Linked DNA regions of Mus musculus: region 2 is linked to region 1. The links are chromatin contacts, called in public Hi-C maps. All regions are on one chromosome and are shown on one strand. Each heading gives the region's core, a stretch centred on a gene start, on an enhancer-like site or on the middle of the called end of the contact. The rest is flanking DNA. Distances are from core to core; before and after follow the strand shown.

Region 1 (6,228 bases), core at 3,142-5,641:
TGGCTCTACCTCGAAAGAGGATTATGAACGACATGGCTGCCTTGGGTGCGCAAGAAGCAAAAAGGGGCTGCATGCTTGTTTCTTCTCTGCCTCAGAAGTGGGGAATAGCTTCTGTTGGGACAATACCATATTGTCAGACTAACTGGTGCTTTTGTATAAGGCGTGTCCCCCTGGCCCCCAAGCTGTCTCAGGAGATGTTTACATGAAGGGGCACAGACCTGACAGTTGGGTTTTTTCTAACTGGGAATTATTAATTTCTAATGCCAGTCCACAGTAGTGCACTGGTGAGAGTTGGGTTTGGAGTCAGCCAACTGTAATTGGGTTTCTCTTCTGAGTTCTCTGATAGACTTTATATGAGTGTGTGTGTACCGGAGGGTAGGAAAAGATCACAAATGTTATCCTGGAAAGAGGCAAAAAACTGAAGGAAAAAAAATTCCTTCATTAGTACATATTTTATAACTCACTCGATCCGTTAGGTGAAATCCTGGAATCCCGGTTCAGCGAGGACGCCATTAATGATAAAGAACTGGTCTTTCCTTGGCAAAGTGCCAGGGTAACCAAAGTGTTAGAGGAAGAAATGAGAGCAAAAAGCATAACTCTGGGTCTCAACAAAAAGTCTTTGGCAAGGGCAAATGGGAAATAGTAACGGTTTCCATGGAGTCCAGCCACCTTGCGATGCAGGGTGAGGTGGATAAGCTGTCTTTGAAGCAGAACGGTAATCGGCCTCTTTGCAAATGGCTAAGAGGAGGGCTGGCTATTGGCTTTTTGCAGATAAAGTCTCTGAGGAAAGGTGAGCTGAATGGTTGCTATGGTAACCGGCTGTTAGAATTGGTCCACTTAACTGTCCCCATAGTAACTAAGCTCCTGGAGGGCTATAGAGGAATTAGTTATCTTAACATACTACTATTATCCCCATGGTAACCAGTCTCTGAATGGGAGTGGTCAGCCTCAAGGAGAATGGTGGGAAAAACTTTGCTTCCTGGAGAAATGGGTAGAGAGGCAGAGATGTGAATTTCTTCAACCAACCAAACCTCTCAAGGACCGGAATCCTTGAGATGTGTGTGGGGAGAGGGATTGGGTGGTGAATGTGTGTGTGTGAGTGTGTGTGTGTGTGTGTGTGCGCGCGCGTGAGAGAGAGATTGGGGGCTGGCTAATGTGTTTCTAGGCCTGGGAAGAAGTCTGAGACAGCTGGGTAAATGAAGTCACTTCTTGCCCCCTGCTAGTTGGTGCCCAACTCACTCATGGGTTGCAGTGGCCGGTGCAGCTGGGAGGGGCTCCTTCTGGCTACACATTACCATTCTGGTGCAGGGTGCGCCGGCGTTGACTTGACTGCATGCTCAGGACCAGGTACTGCCTCATAAACTCACTGAACCGCTTCTGGTTGGCCAACTTCCGGGCTGATTTCCGGGCCCCGGTGAAGCCCCCAAACCTTTTCTGCAGCTGCTTCTGCTCCACCTCCTCAGCGTCATCTGCGCCAGGCTCAGCATCTGCGCCAGGCTCAGCATCTGCGCCAGGCTCTGCATCTCGCACTTGCACCAAGCTCCGGACACGCGGCATTCTCTTCAGGTGCTGCATCTCCGAGGCCTTTGGCTGGTAAAGAGCAGCTGACACAAGCTCTGGGTCAGCAGGGCTGAGCTGCCCGGAGCCACTGGCCATGACTTTGGTGCATACAGTCCAGAGAGGGCGGGGGAAGACCTTCTCTTCACACTGGAGGATGCACGTCTGCAAAGATACAAGCAGGAGGACAGTCAAATCCACTGGCTCCCTGTTACCTTTAGATCTCTGATACCAGCAGATAGATTTAATTCTCATGTATAGTCTTACTGGTGTACTTTAATTCGCTATAGTAAAATGCCCCAGCAAAAAGCAACTAAGGGGACAAAAGGGTTTATGTGTTATTTCAGGTCATGATCCATCATTTCAGGGAGGTCACTTTCACTCCTCATCTTTCACAGTCCCCTAGGCACACAGGGCTTCTACACCTCATACACCTCCCTGCCTTTTGTCACTGTGTGCCCTCTGAAGGAATGACCCCTCCTGCTCCCATCCTTGCAGATCTGGCCATATCCTAACTTTATCTCTTCACCTTTATATTATCTTCTTTTGGTTCCTTGGAAAGAATTACTCTGTCTTACATCCGTGTTCCTACCCAACTTTGCATTCCTCCTGTGGGGATTTTAATGATAGAGATATTTGTCTTATTTCATGAAGCATAATCTAAAAAGTTAGGAGTACGTTTTACTCACATATGGAGTCCTGGGTAAGTGTCTTCTCTATATAGTGATCAGTAGGCTAGGCAGTCAATTAAATTCTCTTATATTCTAGACAAATCAGTGCGTGGACACATTTGGTTGTCATAACATTTGTCTTTAAAAATTTGTGTGCATGAAGGTCAAAGGACAACGTTGGGCATCCTCCTTGGCAATCTTGTCTGTTTCTTTTTAGGAAGTGTCTCTCTTTGGCTTGCAGTTTACTAATTAAGCTAGACTGGCTGGTCATTGGATTCCAGGGACCTTCCTGTCTTTACATTCCCAGTGCTGGGAGTTCAAATACATGCCACCTGCTTTTTTTTTTTTTGCATTCCAAAGTAAGTTTAATTACAAAAATGCATTGCAACTATTATATCAAAAATACTTATTAGAAAGTTAAACAAAGGATCATAATTTTCTTTCTGATAAGTAATTTAGTATGAAAGTAATTTCCACAACGTATATGGGCATCATTCTAGCCCAGATTCTGGGGAGTGAACTCAGCTCCTCATCCTTACAAGGGGATCCCTTAACCAACCGAGCCCACGTGTGTCTTCTAATGCTATGTAGAGGCTGAAGACGTTAGCGAAACTCCTTTGGTGCACAGAACAGACGCCAGCATCAAAGAGATGCCCAACTCCTCATGCCCATGGTGGCAGATCGGCTGAGACAGTGTTCTCCGGAGGCAGCAGCAGCACAGGGAGGTGTGTGCAGCACTGAGAAGCCCGCCAGAGGTGGGGGCTGGGAGCAGCTCAGCCTTTAGGAACACTTGGTTCAACTTCACAGAGAAGGAGCCCTCAGTGTTTGCTCAGTTCTCTGCTCCTTTGGTTTACTGGTGGAAGAGATAAGTCTAGAGGCCACTAAAACTGAACACTCCCAGGCTTCTAATTCCAGATGGTAATTAGATTTTGTGTCTATGTGAGAAAATGAAATTTTGTGATCAAACCAGATGCCACGGTCTTTATTGAGATTCAACTCACTCATAGCAGATAAATCAGATACTGACCAAATCATCACAAACTGTTGGCTTAGGAGAAGGTTTGAGGCAAGTCTGGGGGACTTAAATGTACAGTAGCATTTTTAGTGCCAGATGGCATATGAGCCTAATGCTTATTATGGTCTGGTCTGGGGTCCTTATCAGCTATTTTGCCAGGATGAACCGGTGGCTTATTAAGTGAGTTGGACACGTTTTCTCAGCCATGATGATGACGTTGCTATATTAAGCCAGAGTTTGCATGAGCATCTGGGATCTGACCGGTGCCAAATTGATTTGTAAAGCTGAGCTTCTGAAGAGACTGAGCAAAGGGCCATTTGGGTGTCTGAATCAGAGATTAGGGCACAGACTGAGGGTCTAACCCAGCCAGAGGCTAGGCCTGGGTTCCATGCCTGTCATATAGACACCTGACTCCTCTGGGGGAAAGAAGACAGTCACTGTGTTGTTTTGGTTCCTGAGTGGTGTTTAGGAGCTATTTGCTCTAGGAGGTCTTACCAAAATATTCAAAGGCATTTAGTGATGTAACTCAGCCATAGCACATCTGCCTGGTCATTCACAGAGCCTTAGGTTCAATCCTAACTACTGCAAAATTGATAAAAATAAATTCAGAGGCTGGAGAGATGGTTCAGTGGTTAAGAGCACAAACTGCTCTTATAGAGGACCCAGCTTCAGTTCCTAGCACTTATGGGTAGTTCACAGCCACCTGGAATTCCAGTTCCCAGGGATCTGATACCCTCTTCCCACCTCCATAGGCAACTGCATTCATGTGCACATGTATGTATGTATGTATGTATGTATGTATGTATGTATGTATGTATGTGTGTGTATGTGTGTGTGTGTATTCAAAGGCAGACACTAACCAGGGGCAGTGAATGACTAGCATGGAAACAATCCATCAGAAGAGCTGCTGCAATCATCTGCTAAGAGTTTTCACTAACTGCACGTAGAGATGCCAGGAGGCATCATTTTAGGACTTTGAAGTGCATCTCCCTAAACTTTTTTTGAGAGTGTGTTGTTTTAGCCTTGGACTCTAAAATAACTCTTCGAGTCTAGTTTCTTCTACTTGAACAGATGGAACGTGTCCCACTGACAATTGGGTGAGGAACCAGAGGGCACTGCAATGGGTTTGGATGTGAGTCACTGCTGACCAAAATTACAGCCTAACAAAAAGCCAACCATGCCAGAGCCAAGTGTCCTGAGGATGTTGGGAACGAGTCAGGATTACGTAATGTGGCAGAGAGACTGGGAGGTGACCCTGGTTGGAACGTGAGTCCCTCCTCATCTCCCCGTCAAAGCAGACACAGGCAAGATGTGCAGACATAAGATGAGACATAATTGCTTATGCTCTTGGCATTTCAGTCTACTTTAAAATGGGTTAAAAGGGAACATGAACTAGAAACAAAAAAGCAAGCAGGTGACAGAGTCCTCAGGGGCCAGCAGGCACTGCAAAGTGTTTATCTCCAACTGTGAGGCTTTTACCAATCCATTTTCTGACTTATTTCTAAGAAGAAAAGTATTGTCTGGACCCCAAAGATTTGAGATGCTAAGGGAGAGAGAGAAATGCGCTTCCAATTCTTCACCACCCCCAGCAAGACCCAAATGCAAGACCTTACCATGGCTGCCCAGGATGTGCCCAGGAGGAACCTAATGTTCTAAGAATCATATAATTTCTACAAGACAGGCTGCCTGAGCCCTGTTGTGGGCACAGTGGACTCCAGGCTGGGATACCTAGATAGGTACTCATACCTATCAGCAAAGGTCTCTATCTCATACCTTAACCAGAGGCCGGGGGAGACAGAGAGACGAGACAGAGACAGAGACAGAGACAGAGACAGAGACAGAGACAGAGACAGAGAGAGAACCAGCCAGCCAGCCATGGGAAACAAAAACCAGAATAAGTATAGCCCATGATCATCACCCAGGAAGAATCTTATTTCATTTTCTCAAGGTCAGCTTGGTTAAAGAAACTGGGATGTGGGCGTAGGTGGTAAAGTCTGCATATATATTGAAAATAAAGTCACTGGGGAGAGAACACCCCTGGTGGTGTTAATTTTCTTCCTGCACACACTGGCCATTCCTATCTGCGTGTGATCTATGGCAATGGCACGGGATCCAGGCAGGTTGGGCACATGCAATCTACCCCAAGGGGGGCTCATTCTCAAATGCAAGCCAGGCCCTAGAGCCCCAGAACTCCCTGCTGCAGCTCTGTTTGCCCAGGTACCACAGTGTCTAGTGAAGACCACCATCCTGACCTCGCTATCTCTCCAGCTCTTTCTGGCTGCTCCTGACCTTGGCTCACTCTCCTGAATTTTCTGTCTTGGTTGGGATCCCCTTAAGGGCTCTGTCCTTTCACTTGAACCTTACCTTTGCCTTTGTGAGAAAACAGAGTGTTACAGGCCGAAGCTTAACCTTGGCCATGAAGTATAAGTGGGGTTTGGCGGATGGGGGAAGGGAGAGGCAGGAGCAAGGTGGCAGGAGAGCAAAGAAAGGCAGGGTTCCCTGGAAGCTGTCAAGAGTGGTTGGACCTGGGCTTGAACCCAAGAGGGAGAAGGTCAGGGGTCTAGCCTTGACAGTTACCTGCAGCCTGGGGAAGGAAAGCCAGGTGCGTAGTGGCAATTCAGAAAGAGAGGGTCAACGGGGCAAGAAGCAGGCATCTGCTTAGGACTGAGCAGAGACCTAGAAGTCAATAGAGAAGGCTGGGAAAGAGTAGACAGAGAGGGAAGAGACCCATAAACCAGGCAAGAGAAGCAAGAGATGTTTCTGGAAGGATGAGATATGGGACAGACAGACAGACAGACAGACAGACTCCTAGAGAAAAACATGATGGATGAAAGTGTCAGAAACACATCCCTTCGAGGGGTCATGTGGCCTGCGCCTCTTGATTGTGCCCAGGCCTGAAAGAGTGTAACTGCCTGTCTGTTGGGGCTGAGGCCATATTTCTGTCTGGAGCTGTGAGATAGCAAGGCGTATTGGGCACCGGCTACA
Region 2 (5,414 bases), core at 2,310-4,809, 160 kb after region 1:
CCCTGGCGGAAGGAGACGGCTAAGTGAAAACAGTGTGAATTCACCTTTTAGATAAACGTTCCTCTAATCAAAGCCTCCAAGTCACGGATGTCAGCCAGGACCACCTGGGGTCAGTTTAGTCCCATCACTTCATTTTACGACCCCAGGGAAATGGAAGCACAGAACAAATCTGTGCTTAAGTGGGTGGCAATGGGAAGTGATGGCAGCTGCCTACCAGCCACAGACACAAGTGCACTTATCTCCAAGCTACCGGGGAGGTTGAGGCCGGAGCTGGCCAGGAGGCAGCCTGGTAGAGAATCCTAATGAAGGCCATTCCCACTGCCCCCACCTCACACCCTTCAGGTACACACTACTTTCCATCAGATACTTACTACTTCCTCTTAAAGACAGTCTCTATCAAGAGATGCAGTATTATAAAGGAATGGAGTTCAGTGAAATTATTCTTGGTTAGTGAAAACTAGCATGGGGGATGACTAAACTAGTAGACATAAGTCCAATCAATATAAACTAGTTATCACTAATTATACCAAATGTTAACAGCACGATATATTGCAATTAAAAGGCACACACTATCAAGATGGGCAACTGTGGGCATTCCCTTCCCGACAAGTATTGTAGGTTTCTGCCTACAAGGAATCCACTTGCTCTATAAAGGCATATAAGGCTGGAAAGCAAATAAATGGAAAGGCATACAGGGTTGGCAGGAAGCACATGAGGCTCTATGGCAGAACTAATATCAAATAGAGACTAGTGGAGGCTGTTATGTCACCAAGGGCTGCCCATGAAGGGCTGAGTGATCTATCTCTCTCCCTTTGCCTTTCAAGTCCATCATGAAGTGGCAGGTTTGTTCTGCCATAATCTTCCTATCACATTCTAAAAATATAGCCTGGACCCTCCAAAACTGTGAGGAAAGACAGCAGACTTTCTCTGTCTCAGCTAACTATGTCAGGTGCTATAGTGTTGCACAGCTCACTCACATACCATCTGAGCTGTTCTCTCACTCACTCAGCTGAGTTGTACAGGCACCAGACACAGCAGAATTTACTTCCTTTGCACATATCATACTCATCAAGAGCACTTACACTGGCCATAAAACAAGTCTCTACTAACTAAACAAAGACAACAAAACCAAAACTGAAGGTGAACTGAATAGACGCTCTGAACAAAATGAAATAAAATCAGAAATCACTAAGATATCAAACAAAAACTCACTGTTCTGAAATGCAGAAATTAAACAATTTTTATACAATCCCTGGAATTGAAAAAGAAATAGAAAAGGTAATAGGGAAAACTTGACACTGAATAATTAAAATATGATATGATAATAACTTAAAATGTAAGACGTGAAAATGTACAGCATTTGCATATAGAAATGTCCAGAATCTGGGCAGGTTGTTCTCTGAGTTCAAGGCCAGGCTGGTCTAAATAGTGAGACTCTATCTCAAAAAAGAAAGAAAGAAAAAAGGAGCCTAAAAAGAAACTTACTACTTTGAATATTTTTATTAGAAAAGAAAAATGGTGGCCAAGGTTTTACAACTTAAGTAATCAGAGAAGAATAGCCCCGGGGACAGAAATATGTGTCACAGTTACAAGCACATACTGCTCTCCCAGAGGACCCGAGTTCATTCCTAACACCCCTTAATCCAGTTTCAGAAGAGCTGACATGTCCTTCTGGCTTCTGCATACACATGCACATACATAAATGCAGGCACATAGACTAAAATACAAATAAAATAATAAATCATAAAAAGTAAAACCAATAAATACCTTCACAGAAGATGGCTGATAAAAAGTAAAGGAAGTCTAAATAAACCAGGAGCCAGGCCATGCTTCCGATGACCACAGTCAGCTCTCTTCCCAGAGTTTGTGCCCTATCTGTCATTTAAAAATATCCTAACGCTTTCACACTTTGTAAGATAAGCTGCCAGCAACAGTTAGTTCTCAATTTTACAAAGATGTGCAAAGGGCTCAGACTACCTACAGCAGCTTTACAAATCAATTACAAGTTAGAAGACGTATATTATTTGTCTTTAAGACACACTAAAAAGCTACAGTGCTCAAAATAATATGATATTTACTGGTCTACAAACCGAAACAGACAACAACATTGCACTGTGTGGCCCATGAGAAATGAGAAAGGTGAGTTTTTAAAGAAACAATTCAGTCTCCATACTGGGGGTGGAAGGGGGGGGTGCCTTGACTCCTACCTCACAGTATACAAAAAAACTAATTCAAAGGGGATCAGAAAGCTAAATGTAAAAACTGAAATTTTAATTAGAAGACAACACGGGTGAGTAACCTCGTGCCCTGAGAATATGAGATGGTTTATTAGTTACAATACAGAAAACAGTGGTAAGGAAGAAAAAGATTGATCATCTTAATTCTGCCCCAAGACATCATCAATAGAATAGTCAAGGTACAGACCGGGTTCTCAAACCAAGGACATGTAACAGCCCAACAACAACAACAAAAACAGAAAAAGATTAAACCCTTCACAAAGGAAATACAATCAGACAGCGCAAGCATACACTCAGTGTTCAATGACATTAGTCATCAGGAAAATGCAAATTAAACCCACAATAGATGCCATTACACACCCACCAGAATGGCTAAAATTAAAAGGACTGACAGCAGCATGCACTGGTAGAGATGCAGCACCACCAAGCGCTCGCCCATGAGTGCCAGGAGTACCAACAGCACACCCATTCCAGAAAAATGGCTGGCCTTTCTCATGAAACACTAACAAGCCTAGCAATTCTCCTTACTACCCAAGAGCATTCATACATTTGACCATAAAAATTCTTGTACCAAAATGGTCGGAGTTGTATTACTAACAAGCTGCAAGCAGCCCATGTCCACAGGCAGAAGGATGGATACACAAACTGTGGTCCACCCCAACTGTGGTCTGTGTACCCAGCAGAATACTGCTTAGCATTAAAAATGGGCAACCATGGACTCACCTAACAACCCTGGTGAACCTCAAGCAACAGTCAGCGAAAGAACCCCTCCACAGGAGACCAGATGATTAACAGTATGTGAAGTTCTACAACGGGTTTAATCCATGTATGGTGGGTGAAAAAAACCCGTAAAAACCAGAATTGCTGATTCTGGGAAGCAAAAGTGAGGATTTTCTGGAGGAAAAGAAAGTAACTCTGGTGACAGAAATCCTCTCCATTATTTATCTGCTTTCACACGGCCTTGCTAAGAAGCCCAGGTTGGCCTCACATCTGAGATCCTTCTGCTTCTGCCTCCTGGTTGTTGGAACTACACTACAACTTCCCATGTTCTGAATCTCAACAGTGTTCTGTTACACAGGTCTGTCCAAGCGAATCAAGGGAAAAAACACCAAGCTGAATGCCAGTTTATACATCGCATGGCAGTGCATGTGGGGAAGACCATGGAAGTTGCCAGTTGCTTCCAGACCTCTGATGGCTTCTCTTTGCTTTCTTTTTGATGGAATTAACTTTGGCATTCGGTACCCAGCATTACCTAGCAACCTAGCTCTCCCAGGATGTGTAAGGACATAGAGGATCTAAAGGCACTGATGAGGCGGGGGAAAAGGAAGGAACGGAAATGAGTTTAAAACTCCACAGGGAAAGGTGTGACTCATGCCTCCTTGAAGGGTAACTACCCTTTTAAATTGCACCTCTTGAAAACAGCCAAGGAGCACTGAATACAAAACTGCTTCTGGGCAGAGCTGATTAAAAAGGAATAAAACTCCATTAGGAGCTTGCTCTGAGTTATCTGGCAACAGTCGCACTCTGGTGAATGGGTGACTCAGGTCCCACTGTGGTCTTTCTCCAAAGTGATAGTTTTTAGGGGATGACAGTCATCAGTAATTGGCACTCTCTGGAGACCCAAAAATGCTCAGTCTAGCTGATGGGCTGAGTGATCCGCACTGGGTTCATTCACCAGCCTTCACAGTGGCCAGGCCTGCGTTGTCCTTGAGCAGGCTTGTGTTCCTTCACTTTCTGCCTGCAATGATTTCACAGACTTCCTGCTATCAACAGGCCACAATAACCAGGCTCACGCTGGTTTAAAATCTAGTCCTAAACTTTTAAGTAAAAAGAACAAAACAAACCTTTAATCACTTGGGTTAGACACAGGAAGACCAAGGAGGGACAGCTGAGCTCATTGAAGTGTGGCCCTAAGGATGTTTAACCTTCAACACTGGTGGCTCACCTGCCACCTCAAGGAGCTGTAAGCCTAGTTTAAAATGGCCCTTTGAAAAACATCCAATTGTCCTGAGAAAATGAGTGTCAGCGCCACAGCTGCGTGGGAAGAACGAGACACCTGCCAGGGCTCTGCAGTGAACCAGCTTCCATCAGAGGGAGGGTGGCTCTTCTGGAAAACATCTATTTTTCCAAACATCTTTTCACAAAATAACAGACAGGAAGGCTGCCTACACATTCTGAAAAGAACACACCAGACCAAAACCAGTTTTCCCGGGCTGCTCTTTAATTCACAACGATGCTAACATTTGAAAATAATTTTGTTCCTAGTTTAGTTCAGAAACTACTACTTCAAATAACATAAAATTTCCCCTGAACACTTTATTATAGGGAGTCATATGAAGAATTTACCTCAATAAAGCAAGCAAAAACTCACAAATCGGCATTTTTCATATTGCCTCACAAAGTACAGAGAGCAGGAGAGAGCAGGACAGCAGCCGAGTGGGCTGCAACTGAGCCCATGTTGCGCTGGCTCGCACTTCTATTCATAAGATTTGCTGCAATGAAGTCTCAAGCCAGAGAAACATTTTTTAAACTAAAAGCAGAGTGCCCTCTTGAGGCAAAGAACAAAAACAAGCCCACGCTGGCCCTGGCTAGACATCTGCAGAAGACACTTTCTTCCCTTAAGGACTTTTTTGGACAAACACATCGTGATCCGAATCAAGTGAGTTCTAACAAAAATAGATGACTTATGGTCAAATACTACGGAGCATCAGAACTGAAGCTAGACTGCTGACATCTGAATTGATGACAATCTGAAAACTGTATCCCAGAAACTCTACATCTGCTCAGTTGGTCTGCTCCATAGGTGCCCAGGGCTCAAACCACACACAAAAAAGCTCAGAGCAAACTTACAGGGGAGGTATGCTCAAGATAGCTACAGCTGAACTCCATATATATAAACACACACACCCCTTCAACGTATGACATATGAAACCTGTGTTGAGAAAAGGGGTCTGTCTATAAGTACACAAGCTTGGGAAGATTTCCTTACCTAAATTATTTGAAAATCTTTCACTTGTTTTTAAATTTGTTATTGTGTGTGAACACGTGCATGCTATGGTTCTTGTGTGGAGTCAAAACAGCTTTCAGTTCTCTTTCTACTGTGCTGTGGCAATGGCCCTCCAATCCGTGCTGCTGAGCCGCACACTCGAGGCTCGCTGGCCCTTGAGCTTCCATGTG

Evidence for each region. Hi-C and Micro-C count contacts between places; a contact is called where the count stands out from the background.
Region 2: a contact with region 1 is called in a Hi-C map of the N1E-115 cell line, with 3 times the contacts expected there. The contact joins two enhancer-like sites. A contact is called at or near these places in 4 of 39 promoter capture datasets (the 3T3-L1 cell line, hippocampal neurons, liver and 1 more), 5 of 15 datasets of contacts at CTCF or cohesin (CD8 T cells, hippocampal excitatory neurons, large pre-B cells and 2 more), 114 of 484 Hi-C or Micro-C datasets (the 4T1 cell line, B cells, the BV-2 cell line and 70 more), 19 of 115 datasets of contacts at active chromatin or transcription factors (CD8 T cells, the HPC-7 cell line, the SCID.adh cell line and 15 more) and 2 of 9 other capture datasets (liver and pancreatic islet).

Annotation. Positions count from the first base shown.
Region 1 is chr14:65,403,465-65,409,692 of GRCm38.p6, forward strand. It overlaps Pnoc (prepronociceptin), which reads right to left. Exons shown (of 4, transcript NM_010932.2): 3 at 1,240-1,722. The coding sequence ends at 1,285. Among named protein-coding and RNA genes, the nearest start is that of Pnoc, 19 kb to the right of the region's middle. Within about 2 kb of position 4,392, at least 6 of the 459 cell types and tissues checked have an H3K27ac peak or open chromatin away from gene starts, as enhancers often do. A contact at or near this core is called in the N1E-115 cell line and VIP interneurons, where this site is marked.
Region 2 is chr14:65,568,807-65,574,220 of GRCm38.p6, forward strand. All of the region lies in intron 7 of Elp3 (elongator acetyltransferase complex subunit 3), which reads right to left. Among named protein-coding and RNA genes, the nearest start is that of Elp3, 22 kb to the right of the region's middle. Within about 2 kb of position 3,560, at least 19 of the 459 cell types and tissues checked have an H3K27ac peak or open chromatin away from gene starts, as enhancers often do. A contact at or near this core is called in the N1E-115 cell line and VIP interneurons, where this site is marked.